4 separate regions of the Mus musculus genome follow, and regions 1, 2 and 3 are each linked to region 4. A link is a contact called in public promoter capture Hi-C data. All regions are on one chromosome and are shown on one strand. The core of a region is the stretch at or near the end of the contact, and the rest is flanking DNA. Distances in the headings are between cores, read along the strand shown.

Region 1 (5,781 bases), core at 3,219-5,718, 1.3 Mb after region 4:
TATTGGAATCGTTGAAGTCAACATAGAGAAGCAAACAGTAGAAGTGTCTACTAATGTGGGGGAGGGGGACACTGGCAGATCTCTGTGGGTTTCAGGCCAGCCCAGACCATACAGTAAGACCCTCTGAAACAAACAAGAACTGCACAGAGTTGCAGTTGTGTGGGATGCAGGGTTCAGAGGTAACAACTGGAGTTGTCAACGCTACATCACACGCTGCAAACTTGCTGACTGAGACTGCAGTAGCTCTCACTGTGTAACACCGGGAGGACACTGCTCGTGGAAACCGAGCACGTTCATCCGTCTGACTGTAGTAACCACTTCATCATGTATATACTTATAAATACTATGTACTTTAAGCATATGCAATTTCATCTGAAAAAAGAAAACCAAAATGAAAATAAAAATATAACACGAGCCCATATAAGGTTCCCGTATTCCATCCCCAGTATCAAAAGAAAGGAGTGTGATCAAGAGCTAGGGACGCATCCAAAAGAACCGGCAACCGGGCCCAACAGACGTTCATTTTCCTGTTTGTTACATCATCCACGGTAAGCAAGGACAGCGACAGCTCAAGTCTTCACCAGAAGATGAAGGTATCAACAAAACACAGTAAGGGATGGAAGTCTGATACGTGGTCTAATGTGGGCAGCTTTTGAAGACGTTGGGCAAAAGTAGCCCGCAGCACAGCAAGCGCAAGGCCAATTTGTACTACATATGGAATCTTTCTTGAAACCAAACAAAGAACAATCAAGAAAAAGGAAGAAAGGATGGAAGGGAGGGAGGGAGGGAAAGAGACAGGAAGCAAACACATCGGGACAGGCGACTTTGGCTTCCAGTTATCTTGAACAGGCTAATTCACAGAAACAGAAGGTAGGTTAGAGGTCGCTAGGGTCTGGGGAGTAAGGGACAGCTAGTGACTGTTATGTAGGTGTATTTATTTACTGATTGATTGACTGATGCAATGAAAGTTTTAGGGTAGGGTCTGGAGAGATGGCTCAGTGTCTAAGAGCACATATTCTGTAGAGGACTCTGGTTCAGTTCCCAGCACCCACACCAGGCAGCCCACAACTGCCTGTACCACCAGAGAACATAACACACCAGTCCTCCAGGCACACACACACACACACACACACACACACACACACACACACACACACACACACGCGCGCGCGCGCACACACATGCATGCACGCACGCACACACACACACACATTCTTTAAGGTTTTTTTGTTTGTTTTGGTTTTTTGTTGTCTTTCTTTTTGCTTTATGTTTTGTTTGTTTGTTTATTTGTTTGTTTTTGAGACCGGCTCTATGTCCTGGAATTTTCCATGTAGACGAGGCTGGCTTGAACTCACAGAGATCTGCCTACCTATGCCTCCTGAATGGTAGAATTAAAGGTGCCACTACATTTCGCTCTAAAATTAAAATTTAAAAATAAAAGTTTTAGGGTGGGTGAGATGGTTCTGGAAGTAAAGGCATTTGCCACCATCCTGGAACCCCGGTGATGGAAGGCAAAAACGGACTTCTGAAATTTGTCCTCTGACCTCCACACACACACTAAATAAATATAAAATTTACAAATTGGTTTAAATTTTAGAAACAAACAGACCTGCTACGCAAGCATGCATTCTGAGTACTCAGAAGGCAGAGGCAAGAGGAGCCGGAACTCAGCCCCCTGACTTGTCTCTGCCCCACAAAAGGATGAGAAAGGTTTAGGTTCCGAGTGTAACCATTGCCACAGAATCCTGCACTTAAGCAAAGAAACAAGCAAGCAAACAAACAAACAGAAACGCCACAGACAAACAGAAGATAAGCATCAACAATACGCTGCTTTTCTCCGGTCCAAAAGGCCCCAGTTTGCCTAGAGAGACCACGCAGAGCCTGCGCAGCCACATTCAGAGCAAGCCGCAGTGGTGTGGAACCTCTCCTTGAAGACGAGAAAACATTTCCTTTCTTTATTTCTATGTTTTGTTTTTTGTTTTTGTTTTTTAGCAGGGTTCCATGATTGTCCTGGAACTGGACACATAGCCCAGGCTAGTCTCAAACTTCCAGGAATCCTCCTGCCTTAATCTTCAGAATGCTAGAATTCTGATCGTGTACGACTGCCATACTTGTCTTGGGGGCGGGATTGCCTGTTCCGCTGTCTGTCTGGCGACAGGGTTTCACTATGTAGCCCTTGGTTGGTCTGGAATACCTTTCCTTCTTTCTTCCTTAAACATTTGAAAGATTTATTTATTTTATGTATGTGAGTACACCGTAGTTGTCTTCAGAAGCACCAGAAGAGGGCATCAGATCACAATAAAGATGGTTGTGAGCCACCATGTGGTTGCTGGGAATTGAACGCAGGACCTCTGGAAGAGCAGTCAGTGCTCTTAACCACTGAGCCATCTCTCCAGCTCGCCCACTGGCTTCCTTGCTTGCTTTTTCTTAAGTTTTATTTATTTATTTATTTATTTATTTATTTATTTAGTTATTTAGTTATTTATTTAGTTATGTATATTGGTATTTTTTCGAAGAGGACATCAGATTTCATCTTAGACGGTTGTGAGCCACCATGTGAATGCAGAGAATTGAACCCAGGTCCTCTGAAAGAACAGCCAGTGCTCTTAAATACTGAACCATCTCTCCAGCCCCTGCTGCTCCCTGTCCCTCTCCCTTTTAAAGAAATGGTGTCAGTCAGAACAGGCAAGATGGTTCCATGGATAAATGTCCTTGCTGCAAAGCCTGACTACTTGAGTTCAAGCCTCAGGATCTACATGGTGGACAGAGAGGACCAAGTCTTGTAAATTGTCTTCTGACATCTACACATAAGCTCTGGCCCTCGTGCCTCATATACCCCTCCACTGCCAAGCACAGCAATATATATATAATTTTTTAAAATGTAAAGAAATCACAACATCTCTGCCAATATCCATCAAGTCGGCCCTTTGGGAGGCTGTGTACGTGTGTCTCAGTATGTCATTCCCTGGACAATTGGCCAAAGTAGGGCAAAGGTCCGGGCCTCATCCTGTGAGACAAGTTAGAGGGACTTGTCCACCCACCACCTGGGTTCCCTTAACCCTGTAATGTCACGGCTGGTGCTGGTTACTCCCGGTGCCCTGAAATTTTTTTCCCAGGAATTCATTAATTCACTAGTGAGGGAAATTGTGTCTCTGATAGTGATGTGATAATGCAGAGGAAATTAATTAGAGGAAGAAGGAGGATGGGGGCTCATTAACATTTCAGATATGATATCCAGGGAAGGCTAAACTGCCAGGGAGTAAGCCAAGTCCTGAACTATGAGACTTTGCACAGAGAGATTTCACAGCAACAAAATAGGGGCAGGGGCATGTGCTGTGTGCATGCAACGGGATCCAGTCTCTAGCTCAAGACTGGTCTGGTCTATATAGAAAGTTCCAGACCAGCCAGAGGAGCTACATAATGACACCCTATCTAAAAAAAGGAAGGGAAGGAAGGAAGGAAGGAAGGAAGGAAGAAAGGAAGGAAGGAGGGAGGGAGGGAGGGAGGGAGGGAGGGAGGGAGGAAAGAAGGAAGGAAGGAAGGAAGGAAGGAAGGAAGGAAGGAAGGAAGGAAGGAAGGAAGGAAGAGTATAAGAAAGGAAGGAAGGAAGAAAGCAAAGGATGTTCTTCCAGATGATCAGGGTTCAGATCCCAGCAACCACACATGGTGGCTTTCAACCGCCTGCTGGTCCTCTGCAATAGAAATAAGTGCTCTTAATCACTGGGCCAGCTCTCCAGGCCTCCAGTAAGGTATTTTTAATGAGGAAAAAGAGTTCTTTTTTAAAAAAAAAATACTTTTTGACACACACACACACACAAAATTAAAATAAATCACTTTTTGGTGCAAGCAACTAGTCTTTCTAGCTATCTTATAATGTCATTTTAAAAAAAGAAAAATATATTAGAGAATTAGGAGGCTAAAGTTCACTCTCTGGATGCTGTGGTGGTCAACCCCCATCTCTACTGAGGCATAAAACTGAGTGTAACAAACGGAAGGAACAGATACTGTAAGTTCAAGAAGCACAAGATGCATTTAAGGCCACTTTAAGTCACTATGACTGCTATCATTCTTGTTATCACAATTTTAAAATTAGGAAGCATGCACAGACCTTAGGTGTGATACCTGGGACCCCCCCACACACACACACACACACACTCACAGAGCTCATTATCATGATACCAATGTGAAAAGTGTCCAGTGCTATTGTCTCCTGATCTTTGTTACCTGTGGTACCTGGGCTGGCTTTTTAGAGGAACAGCCTCGAAGGAAGTTGGACATTAAGCATGAGCAGAACTGCCCCCCGCCCCCCAATCATTTAATCCGTGTGGCTCTGCCCACCACAGCCCCGCCCATCTTTACTGGACCCAACCCAGGAGGCAGATGTTGGATACCTGGTGGTAGTGATGCTGTCGTGGGGGAGGAGCCCACAAGAGCAAGCTCAGATTTGAATGCCAGGGGCCAGTGCTCTGTCACACAACAGCACTGAAGCAGCCTTGCTTGAAGCAAGCTTCCTTTGGCCTAAGACTTTGAGGGAGTCAAGAAAGTCACGCTGGAGACCGATATGGACAGGTAACAAGACAGTCTCATCTGCTTGTGCATGTGCTCCAGTAGTGCTGGCTGCCTGTCTGGATGGAGGCTTTGCCTGTCAGTGCGCGAATTTCCTCGTCTGCTTGCCACCCTCTGCTCAGGTCTTTTGGGTTTTGGACCTAACTCTGACCACGAAGTTCTTCCCTTCCCCCGGTTTCTCTCTTCTCTGTGTTGCTAGAGATAGGAAGCCTTGACTTGTCCTGAGATTTGGGCAGAGCTAGAGCCGGCTTGTGGTAATAACAGCGAAGCCTTAGAGGCCCGCGCCACAAAGAGGTCGTAGCAACTCCTTACTAAAAACAGTAGTGGTTATTTTCACAATTATTTGGCAAATATCCAACATCTTAAGACTCGCATGGGGAGTCTTTACAGGAATTATTTAGTTATAGCAAGAAGATTTGTACTTCTCAAAAAAAAAAAAAAAAAAAAAAAAACTAAACATTTGAGATGAATTGCTTGCAACTCATTACAATGGTGTCTATTGAAGGAGAGAATTTCATTAAGACAGGCAATTTAGTGTTATAGACTCAACTGTTAGACACTTGGTGACATTTTTACTGTTTAATTCATCTATGCAGAGATTTCTTAGCTTCTTGAAAGCTTTTATATGCAGCTCATGATGAGCCATTATCAGAAATTTCTCTCTTGATTTTTACATTTATTGCCAGTGTGTGAGTCACTATGCCTAAAGCCCATACACTTGAGCTCACTTCCGTTTGGCTATGAGGTTTAGAATATGGAGTTAATATAGCTAATGGTAGCAGGGTGTTCTTCAGATTCCAGATTTTTCCTTTCTTGTCTTCCTTCTTTCTTTTTGTTACCCTTCTCCTACCCCCTCTTCTTCTCCCCCTCCTCCTCTTCCTCCCTCCTCCCCATCTCTTCCCCTCCTCTTCTCCCTCCTCCCCCTCCTCTTCCCCTTCCCCTCTTCCCCCTCTTCCTCCTCTTCCTCCTCCTTCTCCTGCTCCCCATCTCTTTCCCTCCTCTTCTCCCTCCTCCTCCTCCTTTTGCCCCTTCTCCTCTTCCCCCTCCTCCTCTTCCTTTTCCTTCTCCTCCTTCTCCTCCTCCCTCTCCTCCCCCTTTCCTCCTCCCACTCTCCCTCACCCCTATCAGGGACCACATTGAAGACCTCACACATGCTAGACAAGTAATCTGCCACTTAATTACATCCTGAGCCCTCAAAAAGCAAACAGACAGACA
Region 2 (6,128 bases), core at 765-3,264, 1.9 Mb before region 4:
TTGAATTTCTCAAAAAAATTTTATAATTTACCATCAATCTGCTGAAGCCTACAGGTGGAAATCCCTGCTGCTAAAATAATTTAGTTTACAGTTCGTTCACTGTGACAAATTTCAAAGAATGAAGAATTCTATTCTACAAGCAGTGTACAAATGAGCAGGATGTGTGACAAGATCTTAGAGTGGCCTGTGGTAAGAAGACACTTGAAACTTTAGAACTGACAAACATAATTCCCCCTTTAAAAAATTAAGGCTCTGAGCTTTATTTTTTGAGTTGTATTGGTGGTGCACATCCTTAATCCCAGCCCATGGGAGGCAGAAACTGGTGGATTTCTGAGTTCAAGGCCAGCCTAATCTACATGAGTTCCAAGACAGCCAGGGCTACAGAGTGAGACCATGTCAAAGGGAGGGCGGGCTTTGAGTAGAGCATCTGTCCATACCAGGATTCTGGACTCATAGGTAAGATTTAGAAATTAAAGCTTGCCTGAACTACATTGATCCTGCCTGTCTTCACAACATGGTAGGTGATTCATGCTAACACACAGAAGGCTGAAGCAGGATTCTTAATGTTTGGGCTACAGAGTGAGACCTGCACACCCTCACCCACGAACAAACAAAACAAATACACTTAGTTGGGAAGTGTTTTATGAACAAATAAATTTTAAAATCCTAAAAGACTGCAGTATTTTTACCTTGCTCCTTGGGGAGCAGGGGTAAGCATTCTGCTTTGGGGAAACACAATGAACACAGCAACACAAGAATTACAGGCCATCAAGTGAGATGGCTAAAGAGTATGCTTGCCAGGCAAATTTTCAAGACCTTGCCGCCTGAGTTCGATACCCGGAACCACATAAACGTAGACGATGATCAACTTTTACCAAGTTGTTCTCTAACCTCCACACGTGTGCCATGAACACAGGAGTCACACAGAAACACACCATAATAAACTGGATAATTTTAATTTTTTTAAAGTTTTTTTTTCTTTAAATGAGACAACCAGAGTAAAACATAAATGCAACTAAAAGATCATTTCCACTAAAATACTAAAACCACCAATGAAGCATTGTACCTACCAAATCCCAGGTGGTCATGTCATTTATCAAAAATTCATTGCTCAACGCTCTCGTGAAGTTTTCAAACTCCAGAAACAAATGTTTAAATCAAGGTCAAAAAAAACAAAAGAAGAGACTCATTAGCTGTCTGGTCTAGCGCTCCCTCGGACTCATCAAAACTTATTTTATAGCCGTTTCCAGCAATTCTCTAACAAGCTAACCACTGGCAAATAAAAACCCAAAGGGGCTCAGAACTGGGCCCAAGAACTATCCCGCAGTGACAGCCTGACGCGCCACCTAAGGAAAGGTGAGGGCAACCTTCCCATCCCAGTGGTTGGAAAAGTCGCGCTGAGCACAAGCCATCCGAAGCAAGCCTGCCAGAGAAATCCCTAGAAGTGGCAGAAGACACCAACTAGAAGTCGGGGCGGGAGGATTTCAGTCTCCGGCCATCGCGGGGGTACCGGCTCCGAAATCGACTAGAGACGGAGCGAGGGGCTTCGGACTCTGCCCCGCGGCGGGGACAGGGCAGCGGGCGCCCGCGACCGCAGCTGCACGGAGCGCGGCCCCGGCCCCCCCCCCCACCCCACCCCCCCGGCCGCTGCTTGGGCCCCGCACCAGGCGCGCGGCCGCAGGTCAGAGTTCCGGCCGCGCTCGGAGCCGGCCAGGCGCGCGCTCCCGGCCCGCGCCGGGGACACCTGTCCCTCAGCCCTCACCTCCTTCCGACCCGGGCAATCTGCTGAGCCCGGGAAGCCGCGCTCGAGCCACAGCCCTTCGCCCGAGTTAGCGGCCGTCTCACCGCGCGGCTCGGGCGCCTCGGGAAGCAGCGCCTCGGGGAGGGAGAGGGGGGGCGCGGAGGGAGGGGGCCGCTCGCTGGAGCCGCCACCGCCGCCGCCGCCACCGCGGTACCGCGTCGGGACTGTGCTCGCGCCGCCGCGACCGCCGCCGCCGCCGCCGCCGCGTCTCCCCGCCTCCGCGCCCGCGCGTAGCCGTGACGCGCATCGCACGAGGCGGGCCGAGCCAGTAAGACCACACCCCGTGCGCAGCCGCGCTGGCCTAAACCGGAAGCCTCCCCTCGGGAGGCTTTGGAAGCGTGATGCATCTTGGGAGTTGTAGTTCGGCCGGGTCCACAATGTAAACAGTGCGGGCAGAGTGCCTCGGAACGCTCACCCAGCTTCCTCGACGATTTCTGAAGAGATCTGAGAAGGGAGTGGGCCGCCACGGTTTAATGACTCGGGATGGAGCGTGTGTTTGTGTCAGCGGCCAACATAATGCTAGGCGTCGTCTTATGAAGGTTTCAGGATTCCGAAAGCGTTTAGTCAACTCTTCCTCAAACAGTAGGGCTTGTTTTTATTACCGTACTAACGTATGATTGATTTATGCCCTACCACTTCTAGAAGATATTCAAAATTATTTTCAATGGTCGATTGCAAACGACTTAAGCATTGTGTCTGTTTACCCAGAGGGAATGATTTGCTACGAGTGAGCTTTCCTATTGAACCAGAACAAGGAACTATAGGAGCTGGTGTGCAGAGGAAAAAAAAATGGTTTCTTCGTGTTCAGTTGTAAGAGGATTGTATCTGTCACACTCTTTAGTTCAAAACTTAATACACGTCAAAGTAAATTCGGAAGCTTTAGTTTAGACCTTGGAGGAAGCTTATTGTTCTTGCCTTTAGACCACAATCGGTCTCATAGCCAAGAAGCTAAAATGTGATGTTGAGCGATTGGAGGGAAGCAGACATGGAAAACTCTTCAACGAGGAAAAGCACTAGAGAGGTTAAAACAAGAGGATCTTGCATGTACCAGATCAGCCTGGTGTACATCGCGAGCCAGGCCAGCCTTGGCTATACAGAGTGTAAAACCATGTCTCAGAAAAAAAGAAACGAAAGAAAGAAAGGGAGAGAGAGAGAAAGACAAAGACTTGGCTACTAAGACTGAGAAAGACAATTGTACCTTTCCCATCAGAAAACAAATGCAGGCATTTGGGAATTATAAATGTGGCCCAAGGCTGGAAATATAGCTCAGTGGTAAAGCTATAGCCACTCCAAAAGCCTCGATTCCATCAATAACTTAAGGGGGGGGGGGGTGCGGGGGGAAGGATCCATAATAAATAGGGCAAAAAGAGAAGTTTTTTTTTCAGGCTGAATATAAGGTATCCCCTAAGGAAGACAGACTTAAGATAGACCATTATCTTACCAGGTATGGGGGCTCACACCTTAATTCCTAGCACGTGGGAACTGGTATAGGACGGCTGCAGTGAGTTCATGGCCAACGTGGGCCACAAGATGAGTTCCAGGTCAGCCAGGGCTAAAATGAGACCCTGCTTCAACAAAGGAAAACAAAACCCCCTCTCAAATCTTTCCTGCAGAGCTTTCTTTTAAGGATGCTTCTTTGATCAAAGCTTCTGTCTCCAGGAACAGGGTTTTTAAGAGAGCCCGCCATTTCCCCTCCTACCTCTCAGCTTGGCCTCTTGAACTGATCTCACTGTCAATCACTACATGCAATTTCTGATGCTTCTATAATGATGAAACAAACCACCTTATTTCCTCAAAATGCCCACCCACACCTTCTCAGCTAATGAGGATCTTTGCCACTCTCCCTACCCTCAAAGGGACATTCCTGAGTCCCACTGCCCAACTGGCTTCACCCTTATCCTTACCTAAATGGCATCACCAAATGTTTCAAAGCAGATTTGTTTTTTCCAGATCTCTTTCCCTGGCTATGCCCTTGTTGATTTGTACAGGTTGTCTCTTGATTGGCTATTCACACATCACAGAGAACTCAGCAATGTTCAGTATCTCCCCATATCAGCTATGAATCTTCAAAATCAAAATCTCCCTTCTGGTGTTGAGTATTTGTTTTTGCAGCACTAGAGACTGAATTTAGGGCCCTGTAGATGCTTAGGCAAGCCTCCTCCTACATCTCTGCCATGGTAGAGGATAGCTTTGTGGAATCTATTCTCTCTTTCCATTATGCGGGTCTGAGAGTTGAAGTCAGAGCATCAGTCAGAGCCTCCCCTTTCCATGCTGAGCCAGCCAGCACACATGCCCAGTGTCTCCATTCTTAAGGTGTTACAGTTTTCCACAGAGGGGAAGTCCTGCATCTTCTACAGCAACAAACGACATTTCCTTCTACCCTACCGCATACCAGTCACTGTGACCAACTCTGCCCTGTGGTATAGCCAGTTTAATAAAGTCATCTCTGAAACTTGATGACAGGAAGACATTATATTGAGTAATATTCATAATCCAGCTGAGGCTTCAATGACATGTTGACAGGTTGCTGACATAATGACAATGAACTTGCTCCTAGAGCGAACTTAGCCACCTTTGTAAAAGTCAAGTCAATAGCCAATGAAAATGGAAGATGTATCTAAAATTCTAAAGCCATAAGCAAATGGTAGGGCAACTCCTAATTCAAAATAAAACGAAAACTCTATATACCATTGTTCATGTAAACCATTGTTCATGTAGACGGTTTGAAGTTGGATTCAGTGTTCCTCCTATGAAGAAAAGTTGTTTTCTGCTCAGAACAAGTACTTTTTTTTTCAGATCTTTTTATTTTGTGTGTGTGGGTGTTGTGCCTGCATGTATGCCTGTGTACCATGTGCAATACAGGTGCCTACAGAGGACTGAATCCCTCATGAGGGTGCTGAAAATGGAACCCAGTCCTCTGGACCACTGAACCATCTCTGCAGCCTCACATTGCTACAGTTAATGGAAAAAGCTATTCTGCTTGGAAACCAAAATTAGTATTGTCTTGAGAAACCTGTATCTGTGGCTTAAAATCGCAAGCAGGGCATGGAAATACATACCTTATTTCTAGGACTAGGGAGGTTAAGGTCAGCCTGAGTTATAAAGGAAGACCATGCCATAATAATAATAATAATAATAATAATAATAATGTCCTGAGTGTGCTAGGTCAGAAACATAGATAAACACATGTCTATCTTTCCACATATCAGAATTCATTGAATAGCCATGAATTCACAAGATATGGCGGTTTCAATGGCAGCATGGGAAGTGTTCCCACTTCCTGTGATAGCCATGGTTAAAGCTGTAAAGATCTGAGAGGTCACAGCAGAGTTCAAAAGGTTTAAGGAGTCCTGAGAGGCAGGAAAGCTAAGAAAGGTCCAGAGAGGAAGGGGGTATAAAATCTAGACAATATAAAATGTGGTCCATTATACACACACACCTAGCAACAATTGAAAAAAAAAATCCTAGGGACCACAAGATGGCTCACAAGAGAGGGTCCACCCAGGTTCAATCCTGGGACTCACATGTCTGAAGCAAAGTTCTGACTTCCAAAAGTTGTCCTTCACCATCCACACAAGCACCGTGGCAAACGGGTGTGCACAAAGCAATGAATAATTTTAAGAGGTTAAGAAAAACTACATCAGTCCCTGTGACTATGTCTCATACATAGATAAAATTGTCAAGTCTGCCAATTAACAATTAACTAGGACTGCCTTGGTGTTAACTGTTTTGAAAACATGTTATTGAATCTGTATTCTAGATGAATTTTATTATGTCTTGGGACTGTAGAGATGATTTGGTCATTAAATGCTTGGTGTGCAAACATGAGAACCTAAATTCTGACCTCAAACAGATACATGTAAAAAAAATAAAATAAAATAAAAAAGCCAGCAAGACACATGCCTGTAATCTCAGCACAAGAGGATCCATCACTGAGTGCAGAGAATTGAACCCAGGTCCTCTGGAAGAACAACACTAAGTGCTCTTGACTGCTGAGCCATCTCTCCAGGCCCACATTTGCTATATTTAATAGGAAAACATTCTGCTGTCCCTGGGATTTGCTGGCCAAACCAGTGAGTTTCAAATTCAGGGAGAGACCCTGCCTCAAAAATAAGAAAGCTATTGAAGAAGACACTCAGTATTAGCCTCTGAGGTACACATAGCAGACCCCACCCTATATATACACTCATACACACAAGTCCAGACACACTCATAAAAAGTATATTCCATGATGCTTGCAATCACACTGCTATCAGTCAAATATCTACACTGCTTGAAAGCACGTTGGCTTTGGATTTGAAAGTTTATAAGCAATGCATCTTTAAAC
Region 3 (6,166 bases), core at 1,249-3,748, 1.1 Mb after region 4:
CAAATAACACCAAGGCTTTCTGATAAACCCTCATGTAATCTTATTATTTAATATTTACCTAAAATTATACACAATGCACACACACATTCACAAATAATATATATATATATATATATATATATATACATATATCACACTATGTATATGAAAGTTATGCCACTTGAGCTGAACACGCTTCCCACAAGAACCACAGACTAACAAAACCCCCAGTGGAAAGCATGCGATGTCTCTAAAATGGTTGGTCAGGGCAGTCCAAGTGACCCTTAAAGCAACATAGACAATGGCTACTGCCTTCGGTTGCCTCTCAGAGGTCAAAGGTAAGCTCCTCTTGCTGAAGACACAGCACATCTAGGATACAGGGCTCAGACTGTATGAGCTCGATCTAACCCGAAAGCCGCATTCCTGCAGTATAGCTTCCAAGGTACCAGAAAATACTCTACAAGGTGCCAGAGAAGGGGCAATTCATAGTCCTACCCAGCTGTGGTACCTATAAATCGCAATGGCCAGCATAGCAAGACATCCATAAAGGTACAGTAGATGTCCCTCATATGTTGGTGGTAACCAGCGGCTGTCTGGTTGGACTTAAGGCCCACTCAGCAGGAGGAAAATTATACCTGGTACTAGAAATCTAACTTCCCAGGGCTGGTAGGATCTTAGAAGAAAATGTACTACCAATTTGCAAGGTCAGCATAATTCCTAACTGCATTCGAAATCATATCCTTAGGCCCACAGATAAGTGTAATTTCACCATATATCAAATAAGCATTTGTTTACAGCAAATGGAGACCATTGTAGCTGGTCTTTGCGACTTTGTGGGTTCTTCTTTCCTCCACCCTTCTCTCCCTCTCTTCCACTCCTTCAACATCCTAATATAGATAGGAGGGAAAAAAAGGATAGAGGGGAGAGAGGAAAGGAATGAGATCTCTGAAATCTAATTTCCCTTCTTGTTTCTTCTTTGAGCACAACTACTAACAAACCGTAACCACCACCACCACCCCCAATGATCAACAACCACCCCTGCCTCTCTGCACATACCCTCTGAAAAGTTCTCAGAATTCCAAATACCACCACAGAAACTATCAAACATATTTGCCTTGTGCTCTAGCAGGGACTAGCAAAAACCACGTCCCCTGTCAGAGCACAAGGCAAATATCATAGCCAGCTGTTGTGGACAATCTGAAGCAGCCCCAAATCCCACACCTGGGATCAAAATGGAAATATGTTCTTAAAATTGTTTTCTGTGTTAAAGAAGCCAAAATTCCAAAATTCTCACTACAGACCATCACAGAAAACCATGACAGGACACGGTGCAGAGATCAGCAGGTGGTGAGGGGCCTAGCCACAGTGGCTACCTCTACATCACAGCTCCTGCATCTATGACTCAGGACACATAAAAAAAGAGGGGGGCTGGAAAAACCGTAAGAGCTGCAATACCAGGATGTCTGGTGTGAAACAGTCTCATAGAAATGGTGGCAAAAACAAGATCTAAACAATGGCGATATCAATATGCTAACAGAGAAGTGAGGCTATGCCATACAAAGTGATCATCCTTGAAATCATGTACATACAAACATAAACAGATTCAGCAGGTTGTAGTGTATCTATGCAAATATTTGTAACTATAACAATTAAAGAAGATGAGACCATCAGTCTGAGTGGGGGACATGGGGAGAGCTGGGTGAAGGGGCCTTCGAAAGAAATGGAAGAAGGAAAAAGTCAGAAGAAGGGGAAGTAATTATACTTTAATTAAAATGTATTAAAACTTTTAAGTTAACTTTTTTAAAAAGTATAGGACACTACGGTGTTAGCAGTTTAAGCACAGTTCTACCTCTGACATGAATCCCTATCTAAGCAGAGTGAGGGAGGTGCATGCAAAAGCACGTGAGAGTAAAAGGGGCATGAGCAGCTAAAGCCAAAAGAAACTTCAGAGGAAGAAATGAGTAACCTGGAGAGCGAATCCAGGAAGCCGCAATTGTTTCAAACCAAGCTCTAAGAACAACTAGGGCTTGAGAAGTGGATAATAAATCCAAGGAGTCTTCAAATGACCTTACCAAAGGCACAAAGACACGGGTCCCCCCAAACTGAAGTACAGGCTAGAGGGCCGGCACACATAGGGCAGGCGCCTTTGATATATGCCTTTGACAGTATGCTTATCTAGCAAGATGCCACAATAGGAAAATTCATTGCCCAGGTAACAGTAACAATAGTTATGTCCCGAAAGAATTAGAAAATTCTGAACAAAGAAAATCAAGACAGGCAGGACCTATAACATTCCACTGTCTGGGTAGCAGAGTCAACTGCAAACCAGAAGCGAGCCCAGCCGACTGATGGCTAAACAGCGCCTCACAGAGGCCACCAAGGTAGCAGAAGAGTCCTAGAAACTACAACTCCCAGAGAGCTTCGGGCGAGGGAACTACAACTCCCAGCAAGCCCAAGGAGCGACACTCTTTGTAGTTCCACAGATCGCCCTCACGTACTGTCTTCAGACCTATTGGGACACCTGGCGCATGACCCCGCGTGGATGAGGAGCGCCCGCCCAGAGTCCCTGGAGGCGGAGCTCGAACCTCATTGGTAGAAAGGCGACCCGAAAAGAAGAAACTGATCTTGACAATCTCCGAGTGATTGGAGTTGATGGGACCGGGGAACAGCGAACTAGGCTGCTGACCAATCAGCGTCCAAAAGAGAGACCAGGGAACCAAGGTTCTGCGGTCACACGCCGCGGAGTCTAGTGGGAGGAGCAGTTGCTCAGCAGGCTCTCGCTGCTTCCTGTTTCCGGCTTCTGGAGCGGGGCGCATTGAGGCGCCTAGGGAAGCGCTGGCTTCAGAGAGGAATCGAGGGACTGGGGTCTGCGCCCCCGCACCCCTGATCTCCGGACGCGTCTTCCAACCTCAGAGACACATTCTTGGGGGCTTCTGAGCCGCGGTTGCTCTGTTTTCCCGTGACACGTGAGTGTTGGGGGCGTGGAGGAAGCGGGCTGGGGTCCTCGCACACCTCTGTACTGAAGGAGGTGCGGACCAGGACTCTCGCTTGGCCGTGGTTCTGGCTGGAGATCCTGCTAGGGAGCCCTAGGGAGGACTTGAGGCAAAAGGCATGAGAACGGAGAACGCCAGACTTCTAGGAGTGAGGAAGAGGAGTTCCAAGATCAGAGAGGGATTTGAGATGTTTTGAAGGTTGGAAAAGGAAAGTGCTCATGTGTGAAGTGTTAACTGGATTCTTGTAGAGAGAATTTTGACCTGTATCGTGGGAGTAAAGTGGCGTCATGGCGTCATTTGGGGGTAAGGTATGACTTTGAGTAGATAGAAGGCGAGAATTTCCAGACTCCTGGAAGAAGTTCGAGGAAGGTCTGTTAGCATGGTGTGGAAAAGAGTGACAAGAGTGTCTTGTGTTTCTGTGGAGACTTTGAAGCACAGAACTACCTCCTTGGGGCACTTTAAACATTGGGCCTTTCTGCCAGTTGAGACTGATCTTAAACGTGTTGGCTGCAATGAACCAGGAGGAAGAAAATAAAGCCCTCCATTAGAAAATGGAAAACGGCCATGAGTGGAAAAATGCGTGCAGGGCTGAATGAGGTCAGCAGTTTCCCAACCCCTAACTTAGTCACTCGGCGTCCTATAGAGAATGTTTCAGCATTGCCACTAGATCTGTCTCTATAGAATAAGAAAGGGGAATTCTCAAGAGCCTAAGATCCTGTTTTACAGCGTCTGAGAGTTATAAGTGCTTGCACTCTGGGGATCTCTTTGGACCATGCTAAATAGGAACTGCCCAGCTTTCAGTTTTATCCTGCTCTCTATTTGGGCCTGTATTTATCAGAAGTTTGACCACAAATGCCTTCATGGCATTAAGTCATCCAGGTTGATTTAATATTTGTGTAGCCTAGGACAAGTAACTCAGTGAGCAACTCTAAGCGTCAGACCCCTCATCTTTTCTAGGCTGTGTAACTAACACAATGCAGGCATAGCATTTCAAACATACACCACACTGAATCAAGGAGAAGCAGCTCAAAATTAGACTCAAATCTTAAGCTGGGAGAAGTGTAAAGTTATTCTTCTACTAACTTTTTGAACGTTTAAGCAAATGACAAACAGTTCCACTCATCCAGTGCCTACCGTGGCTTGTTTTAATTTTTTCATCCTGTCCCAATTTTGTGAAATTCTTTGCCCTAATTTGGGAAGAGAAAGCAGCAACAGTTAACAAATGAGGAAATAACTTGGAGGCCAGAGTGCACAGCATTCATTCTGTGAGAGCATCCCTCCAGGATATGTCCTGGGGAGCAAGCGCCTCAGAGCCCAGAATGTTACTTTTTTTAAATTAAATCCTGAGAGAACTTGCAGAAAATGGCACCGAGTAGGTTAACAGAGGAGCTCTAGGTGAGGTGACCGGTTGAGCAATAGCTGAGCTCAGGGGAGGGGAGAGCTTAAACCTGGGCTCCTTGTTACAGTTAACTTCCAACTTCCTGGTCTGTTTTAAAAAGGAGAAAGGCAGCTCTGGGTTGGCTCCCTTCTGGATAGATGACTCTGGAGCCATCCATCTTACTCCATTAGCTGTGTCAGTGGCATTTGTTCTGTTTGTCCTGTAATTTTTACTTGTGAAACAGAGACCGTTAAGTTTAATACATGGTTTGGAGAGGATTGACTAGTTAATGTCTGGTAGCATTTCAGAGAGTGCCTGGCTGAAGGCTGTCCCTCTGCTGCACATGTTCTGTAATGTCCTATCTGAGATGAGTTAGGAGTGCCTTTGACCTCTTGGCTACGTGTGATTACTGGGTGGAAATAAATGCCTTGTAAATGTTTGTATTGGTGAGTTGATGTGGGGGGCGGGGGAGTATGGGTAAGTGTGTTACCCTCCCTGCATATGGGAAATGGAAACTCAGATGTACCTTTCAGGGAGAAAGGGAAATGAATTTAGAGCACAGGGTTAGAGCTTTCACTCTCTTGTGGAGAATGTCTGGAAGAGTTAACTGTCAAAAAAAGAGTAAAACCATTATAAAATAAACAATGTCAATGGCCTGAAGGGTTACTAATAGATACTAGTAGAAGCCTTGTGCAAGCATCAGTCACTATGGCCTAACTATGAAGGTAGCCAGCTTTTCAACATTGAAATAGAACATTGTCATCCACGAATATGTTGGGCTGCATTCACAGGTATCAGGGGATATATGTGTCCAATGGGCCATAGTTTGGATGGGCCTGTTAGAATAATACAAACAGAAAGTGAACTCAGAACTTTAGAGTGTAAAAAGACAGCCATCTTACTGAAAGTTTAGCTGGCCTTAAGATTTGTGACTTGAAGGGGCGAGGTAGATTTAGGAAGACTTCTGGTCACTCCTTTTGACCCAGTGAGTTTTCTTCTGTGATTGGGTGATTTTTTTTTTTTTTTCCCCAGAGAAATGGCACATAAGTAATTGAGGTGAGTTAAGGTACTATGGCTGCTTCACCCACATTCCACATGCTTCCAGTGAATGTGAAGAAAGATTGTTGGATGTTCCCTACTGATATGTTAGGGCCCAGCAAAGTCAAGCTTCTCTCTCTTCCTTACATTTTTCATAATAACTTCAAGCTAGGATCTGTGTAAACCATGATGGGATGTTCCAGGGAAGGCCACTGACTTAGGCTTTATTTATAAACTAGTATTTGACTTTGAAAAATGGGATACTACAACATAAATTCATCAAACAGTAACAATGCAAAGATGGGTGCACCCTGGCTTATATTTTCTTCCTCTTAACATCCCCCTCCCCCATTTGTTTCGCTGGGTTTTGGGTTTTAGAGGTTTTTGAGACAGGTTGTCTCACCAAGTATCTCTTGCTGGCCTCAAATTCACAGAGGTCCATCTGCATCTGCCTCTGAGTGTGGAGATTAAAGGCATTTGGCTCTACACTGAGCCCCCGTTTGTTTTGAAGCAGTCATGCTTTTTGCAGAGTCAAAATGCCATTATTTTTTGCACAGTTGTGTGATTGATCTGTTTTGTTTCTCTCCTGATCCTGCCTTCACCTTCAACACACTCTTCCAAAAGAATGTTCCCCTTCTCTGGCTGCTGGAGGACTGAACTGTTATTGTTGCTACTCCTGGCTGTGGCTGTGAGAGAATCCTGGCAGATAGAAGAAAAATCGTGTGACCTGGTAGGAGAGAAGGATAAGGAGTCAAAGAACGAGGTGGCTCTCCTGGAG
Region 4 (6,023 bases), core at 3,446-5,945:
GGACACTTCTGAGTAGATGCCAAGAGCTAGGGAAAGAGGTGGAGAGCAAGGGACTGTGAGCTATTCTTCTTTGGAGGAAATGCTCTACGCTGGGCTGGGTCAACACTGGTTGAAATTTGTGCTATAGTTTTGCAAAAACATTGTACAGGGAACATAAGATGAGCCCAGAGTTTCTCTACTTTTCTTATAACCAAACGCATGAGTATAAAGATCTCTAAATAGGATGAAAAAAGCCTAAACAAATGAGACTATTCATTTTAGCCAGGTCTAAATCTTGACAAGATTTTAGAAAGTCTCCATAATTTGATGATAATCGTACCAGGTTACATAATAAAGTGTCTTCGATTCTAGGAGATAGATAGACAGTGAATTGTTCAGAGCTAGATAGAATCTAGATAGACTCTGTAATTTACAACTAAATAATACAGGGAAAAGGAAAGAGTAGTATATACATTTGTGTGTGTTGTGTTTGATATGGATGTGTTCAAGGTTGAGAAACATTTAGAAGGTGTACCCCAAATATGCTAATAATGAGTAAAAGTCACGTTGGGGTCATTGAACTATTTCCTTTTCCTGCATGTGCAAACTCTGTTTTCCAAAATGAGACATTTAGCAATAAGTTTGAAGGGCCCTCCAGGGATACAGCTCCAGAGGACAGAGAATGACCGGGCAGGTAACAGACACTTTCTTTTCCCCACCACTGGCTGACTGTGTTTTGTCTTCTGAGCTGGGAAAGTGAAACTTAAGGTTGTGTGTGTGTGTTCAGCACCGCTTCCTTTTCAGGGCACAGGGGTGGTGGTGGTGGTGGTGGTAGGAGTAGTGGTGGTGGTGGTGTGTGTGTCAGGAGGGACAGGGGTGGTGGGGGACCTCTGCTGAGGGAGATCAAACTCACAGACTTAAAAAGATAATTATTTATTCTTGACTCTATGCAAACCAAAGACATTTGGAGTACAAAAATATCAACATTCAGAGAAGAAAGCAGAGAAGAGCTGTGGAGACGGGGGGGGGGGGGGGTGGTGGTGGTGGTGGTGTCACAAGATAGAACATACAGAAATGACCTTGGTAAAGAATTACTAAAACTTTATTAGCCGTTGCTTTCCTTAAAACAACAAACTTTCCTCTCCGTGCTACAGAGTCTACGCTTCTTACGAACGTTGCTGTCCTGGCCTCTGATGTGACTTGTCTCTGAAGTAACTTTCCCCATCAGGGAAGAGACTACTCTGTCTCACCAGGTCAGTCAGCAACTTCTTCTGTGACAAGTTTTTGAGCGAGGTGGTTAGGCATGACCTCTCGTGCTGTTATTTAACTTTACAAAAAGCTAGATCTTCTGCCAGTGGGGATTCCAATAACACCGACATCACTCCAAGTCGGCAGTCCATCACTCCAATGGACCAGCCAGGAGAAGCTCCTGGGACTCAAATTCACTTTTGGAACAAGTATTATTGTGGTTTGAACTTAAATTCTTTCCTCTCTGGCACTGAAAACAAAATAAAACAACAACAAAAACCAAAAACATAAACAACCCCCCCAATTGTATTAGCAGCCTTCAGAAAAAGATATATTACCTCATAATTCTGTTTAATATTTAAAAATTTGAAAGCATATAATACCTATGGGAAAGCTGCACTCATGTCCTTTTCTGTACCCCTAAAAGGGCAGGTTCTCTTTCCCTCTTTCCTTTCTTCTTTCCTTTCTGCGGCAAAGTCTAACGTCGTATACCAGGCTGACCTTTAACTTGAAGCAGCCTTCCCTTCCTACTTCTCCTTCCCAGGTGTGGGCATTGCCGATGTGTGCCACCGCACCCAGCCAGAGTACGCTTTCCAGATGATGTTTCTTCTCTCTGATGCCAGAGTGGGAAATTATTACCACTCAGGCTTTCTCAGCTGCCCCCCGAACATCCTTTCCAGCGGAAAGATCCAGTTCAGGGCACGTGGTTTACCTTCACTACCGTGCTCAGGGGCTGTTCCTCATACCTTGGATTTTGATAACCTCGACTAGAAGACAGCTAGCTGATTTGCAGAACATCTGTCACTTGGGGTTACTCAGATGTTTCTGTGGAAGCAATCAGGGCAAAGGTCGGTGACAGGAGAGTAACAGGAGGGAGCTGTGTCCCTTTCTGTTCACGACATCCTGTTACATTCTGTTCCTCGGAGTGACTGCAGCTGTGCAGACACCAGTGATCTCCACTGCTGCGGGAAGGACACGGCTGGCTTTGTGACTACTTAGTGTTTACACCACTTGCTTTATCTGCAGCCACAACGTAGCATGACATGCGGGATGCTGCCGGTCATTGGTGTGTGTTCCTGGGAAAGTCCTTGGACGCTGTGTAAAATACCCAAGCCTCCCCCACTCTCAGTTTACTCAATTATTCACTTGCATTGGTACAGAAAACCATCTTCTGACTTCCCTCCTATTCTTTGAGCATTTGCCTTTCGGCAGAAAGGGGTCTGCTTAGGTTCCTCTTGTGCTTTTCTTTGCCCCAATCCGGGAAACACCATCTCCCTAAGCATCTCTGGTTTCTTTTGTTTGAGAATAACCACTAGAAGCCAGAAGCCATGTTGCCTCTGAGTGTCATCCATCCATGCACTCTCAGTGGGGCAAGCTAGGGAATGTACGCACACATACACACGCACCCCTCTCTAACTACTCACCGAGAACCACGGATCTATGCGAACCCAGAGCTGCAGGTCTTGGGTCCCATTCTTCACCTTCAACTCTATTCCGGGGCAATTTCAAGCAAGTGACCAGTTCTAAACTGTTGTGGATTTGCTCACTTAATTCTGCTTCTGGGCATAACTAGTCTCTCAGCTCTACCAGTGCCCTCTCACGTGGACCCATTCCTCACCCTGCCCGTGTCTCCTCAACACATGGAACCCCACTCCAGTTCTCTAGGCTCTGAGGCCCAGGCGAGCCACATCTGCTCTATATATGAATGGATTCTCTAACTAGAGTAGGTTCTGACATGGGTGGTGGGCATATTGTCTCTCCACCAAACCACCATCCTGGGTCACTGTGGGGCACTGCTGGAATCTACTTCAGGAATGCTTACCAGCTCAGTCTACCACCTGGTTAGAGCCCTGAACTTTTCTGAAAGGCAAGGAGAGACCAGGGGTAAGAGCATGGAGAGTCCTACTAGGAGTTATAATGGGTTCTTGCATCATCTAGGTATCTCCTGTCCATGATTGACACTAGTCCACTCCGTACTGGTACAAATGCCAATCACTTGCTTCACTGAACAAGCAGGGTTGGGAAAAAAAAGTTGCTTGGCTATAAGGAGCTGTTTGCTAATCACCACTGGGAACAAATACAGTTTGTTCCCTAGAACTCTACAGGTACGATATATTGATCAAACTATCACATTTTATAACATCCTCTTTTCATCCTCCCCCCCCCCCCCACCAGTTTTTGATGTTCCTGTTTTTGGATACAACCAAACAGATAGAAGAAGAAGAAGAAGGAGAAGAAGAAGAAGAAGAAGAAGAAGAAGAAGAAGAGGAAGAAGCTGGTCACATAATTGATTGATTTGCAAATGTATTGGAGACTTAATGTATTTGTCCATGATATGTGCAGATGCCACATTGTCTACCTCAACCACTGATCAAGAGACTTTGTTTTACCCTGAGGGCCATACCCCACTTTCTATTTCCAAACATGGACATCTTGGTTTATTTTCAACAGCTGTGTATAACTCATGCTTCACACACACACACACACACACACACACACACACACACACACACACACACACACACACACTATAGGCAGGCAGACATATTTGTATATCTTACGTTGAACTACAATAGCAAAACAGAATATAGACTCTTCCAGATTTCATAAAGTCCTGGTAGCTTTCGATTAGGGGTATGTATCTCTCTGTCATCTTTGTCCAGTGCTGGGGGTAGGGAGTGGAGGACCCCTCTCAGAACAAGCGCATGGGGAAACCTCATTCTGACTAGCCCAGCAGCTAACAGATCCCCCTCTCCCTCAACTTATAGCCTCATATACAAGATACATCTGTAAAGAGCTAGCAAGCATTTCATGTATGTACATCCCAGAGCCTCCAAACCCGGCTCGGCTTAGACTGTATTTGTTCCTCGCAGAGCTGTACCTTCATGGCCACCTCGTGTGCTAACTGCAATGGTCTGCTATTTTCCACAAATGGTGGGACTGGTCAGAGGTCCCGTTAGAATGTTGCTTTCAGCACTTAGCCATTTGTCGTCCTGAGTTAGTCATAACCTCTTTGATAAAATAAAAACATTTTATCCTATAGAATTGGGGTTAAACGTAGAGGCACAAAAGAACATTGTGCAGATAAACTTATCTTCAGTGTTTAAGGATAAGCCTGGCAATTAACAGAGATGAAGTAAATGTTATCGCTGTCTCCTTACCCCCTGGGGACAGCCTCAGCAAGGGAGTTATCTGCTGCTGGCTTTCAGAGCAGAAGGTACAGCAACTGGGAGTATTTCCAATCTTAACATTGCAGATGAAAAAAGAGAGCGTATCCAGGAGTTACCGGGCCAGGTCCGGCTTGTCGTGTCCTGGTGTAGGCGACTGGACTGCGGGTTCTGTAGGGGCGCGTACAACCGCTCCGCCCGCCCGCCCGGTGCCTGAGTTTCGCTTTCCTTTGGATCTAGGGGAAAACGAAAGCTTGGCGGTGAGGGGGGCGTGGCCAGGCGTGCAGAAGGCTTGGCCGGCAGTGCCAGGGCGGCTGTGCCTAGGGGACAGCAGACACTCCTGAGCTGAGAGGCTGGGAGGCAGCAAGACTGCTCTGCTCCGCGGTGCCGCGTCCTCTTCTGTAGCCCTTTGCAGATGCTGCTCGGTCTTCGCTCTTTGGCTTGACTCCGTGCTTGAGGCAAGTTTGGGGCTAACTTTGAAAGTGTCCTTTATCCGCCAGAACTTTGCTTATACATCTCCAGATGATTAGGAATTTCCTTGGGTTCTGCAAATAGTGGCGGTCTGTATTCTTGGCATGTATATACTGGGCCAATGGATTTGCTTCCCAAGCATTTATATTATTCAGACTGTAGTCGTGATTTATGTTTAATTTAAAAAAGTAATTACCAAAGTGGCTTGTTAAAAATTCAAACAATGCAGACAGATGTGTAGAGTTGTTTCTCTTAATTTGCAACTCAGTATCATTTTTATGTATACTTTATCAGAAACATTTCTAATGGATATCTTTAACATTGCTCTGTGTCTTGCTTCTTGTTCTGTGCCTTTCTAGACCAGTATTTTAACTGATGCGTTGTATGAGAAGTGCGGATTTAGTTAAATAATTCATGGACATTTAGGTTCGGTCCTGTTTTTCCTGGGATAGACGTTTTATCAACAAATATCATTTTTATGCTCTTGTGCAAATACTCAGTCACACGTTAGGAGAAACTCCTAAAATAGAAACCAGCGGACTGAGAAACCGGAGAGATTTTTGTCCAGTATCATAAGTCAGGGTGCTTTAGACCTGTTCCCTGGCCTGTTTTTCCATCTTCTGTAAAGAAAGCTAAATATACCTTTAAGAAAAAACAACAACAAAAACCAAACAAACAAAAAAACACAACCTCCCCCAACTCCCCTGGAAGTCCAAGTTTGTGGTGTTTCAAAATTACAACTTAACTTCATACTTAATATCTTTAGAATTAACTCAAAAAGTGAGGCAAATATTTCAGAACATTTTTAGAATGTTTCCTGTGAAGTGTCCTTTGTGTGTTTGAATACCGTCACCTCCTTTGTTCATAAGAACTAACTGGGCAGAAAGTGGCGTAGCAGATGAGGTGTATGCTCCCTTCTGACTCACTACGCACTAGCAGAAGACTTTAAAAAGAGAGAGAGCTTTTTGCTTGCTCTCTCTCTCTCTTTTTCTTCTTCTTTTTTCACTCTGGAAAACCGTGCTTCATGGTCTTGGCACTTTTACGCAACATGATGTTTATAAGGAAGAAAATCACGTTGTCTCCCAATTGAGTGTATCATGTGACTGGGCTGTGGCCAGAGCCCCAATGGGCACATGAAAGGTGTATCAGCATCTCCAG

What was found. Promoter capture Hi-C pulls out the DNA fragments that hold promoters and counts their contacts.
Region 1: a contact with region 4 is called in a promoter capture Hi-C map of pre-B cells, with 7 times the contacts expected there. The contact joins the promoter of Aicda here to the promoter of Usp18 in region 4. A contact is called at or near these places in 7 of 39 promoter capture datasets (the 3T3-L1 cell line, 3T3-L1-derived adipocytes, cranial neural crest and 4 more) and 2 of 115 datasets of contacts at active chromatin or transcription factors (astrocytes and large pre-B cells).
Region 2: a promoter capture Hi-C map of pre-B cells shows a contact between it and region 4, with 2.9 times the contacts expected there. The contact joins the promoter of Adipor2 here to the promoter of Usp18 in region 4. A contact is called at or near these places in 2 of 39 promoter capture datasets (the C10 cell line and pre-B cells) and 1 of 115 datasets of contacts at active chromatin or transcription factors (microglia).
Region 3: a promoter capture Hi-C map of 3T3-L1-derived adipocytes shows a contact between it and region 4, with 7 times the contacts expected there. The contact joins the promoter of M6pr here to the promoter of Usp18 in region 4. A contact is called at or near these places in 10 of 39 promoter capture datasets (the 3T3-L1 cell line, 3T3-L1-derived adipocytes, the HPC-7 cell line and 8 more), 2 of 484 Hi-C or Micro-C datasets (erythroblasts and myocytes), 6 of 115 datasets of contacts at active chromatin or transcription factors (the NIH/3T3 cell line, bone marrow-derived dendritic cells, embryonic stem cells and 2 more) and 2 of 9 other capture datasets (embryonic stem cells and liver).

What each region holds. Positions count from the first base shown.
Region 1 is chr6:122,549,341-122,555,121 of GRCm38.p6, forward strand. Aicda (activation-induced cytidine deaminase) reads left to right here and starts at 4,469. Exons shown (of 5, transcript NM_009645.2): 1 at 4,469-4,569. The coding sequence starts at 4,562.
Region 2 is chr6:119,386,720-119,392,847 of GRCm38.p6, forward strand. Adipor2 (adiponectin receptor 2) reads right to left here and starts at 2,015. Exons shown (of 8, transcript NM_001355692.1): 1 at 1,763-2,015.
Region 3 is chr6:122,306,222-122,312,387 of GRCm38.p6, forward strand. It overlaps M6pr (mannose-6-phosphate receptor, cation dependent), which reads left to right and starts at 2,499. Exons shown (of 7, transcript NM_010749.7): 1 at 2,499-2,945; 2 at 6,013-6,166. The coding sequence starts at 6,014.
Region 4 is chr6:121,241,211-121,247,233 of GRCm38.p6, forward strand. Usp18 (ubiquitin specific peptidase 18) reads left to right here and starts at 4,696. Exons shown (of 11, transcript NM_011909.2): 1 at 4,696-4,852.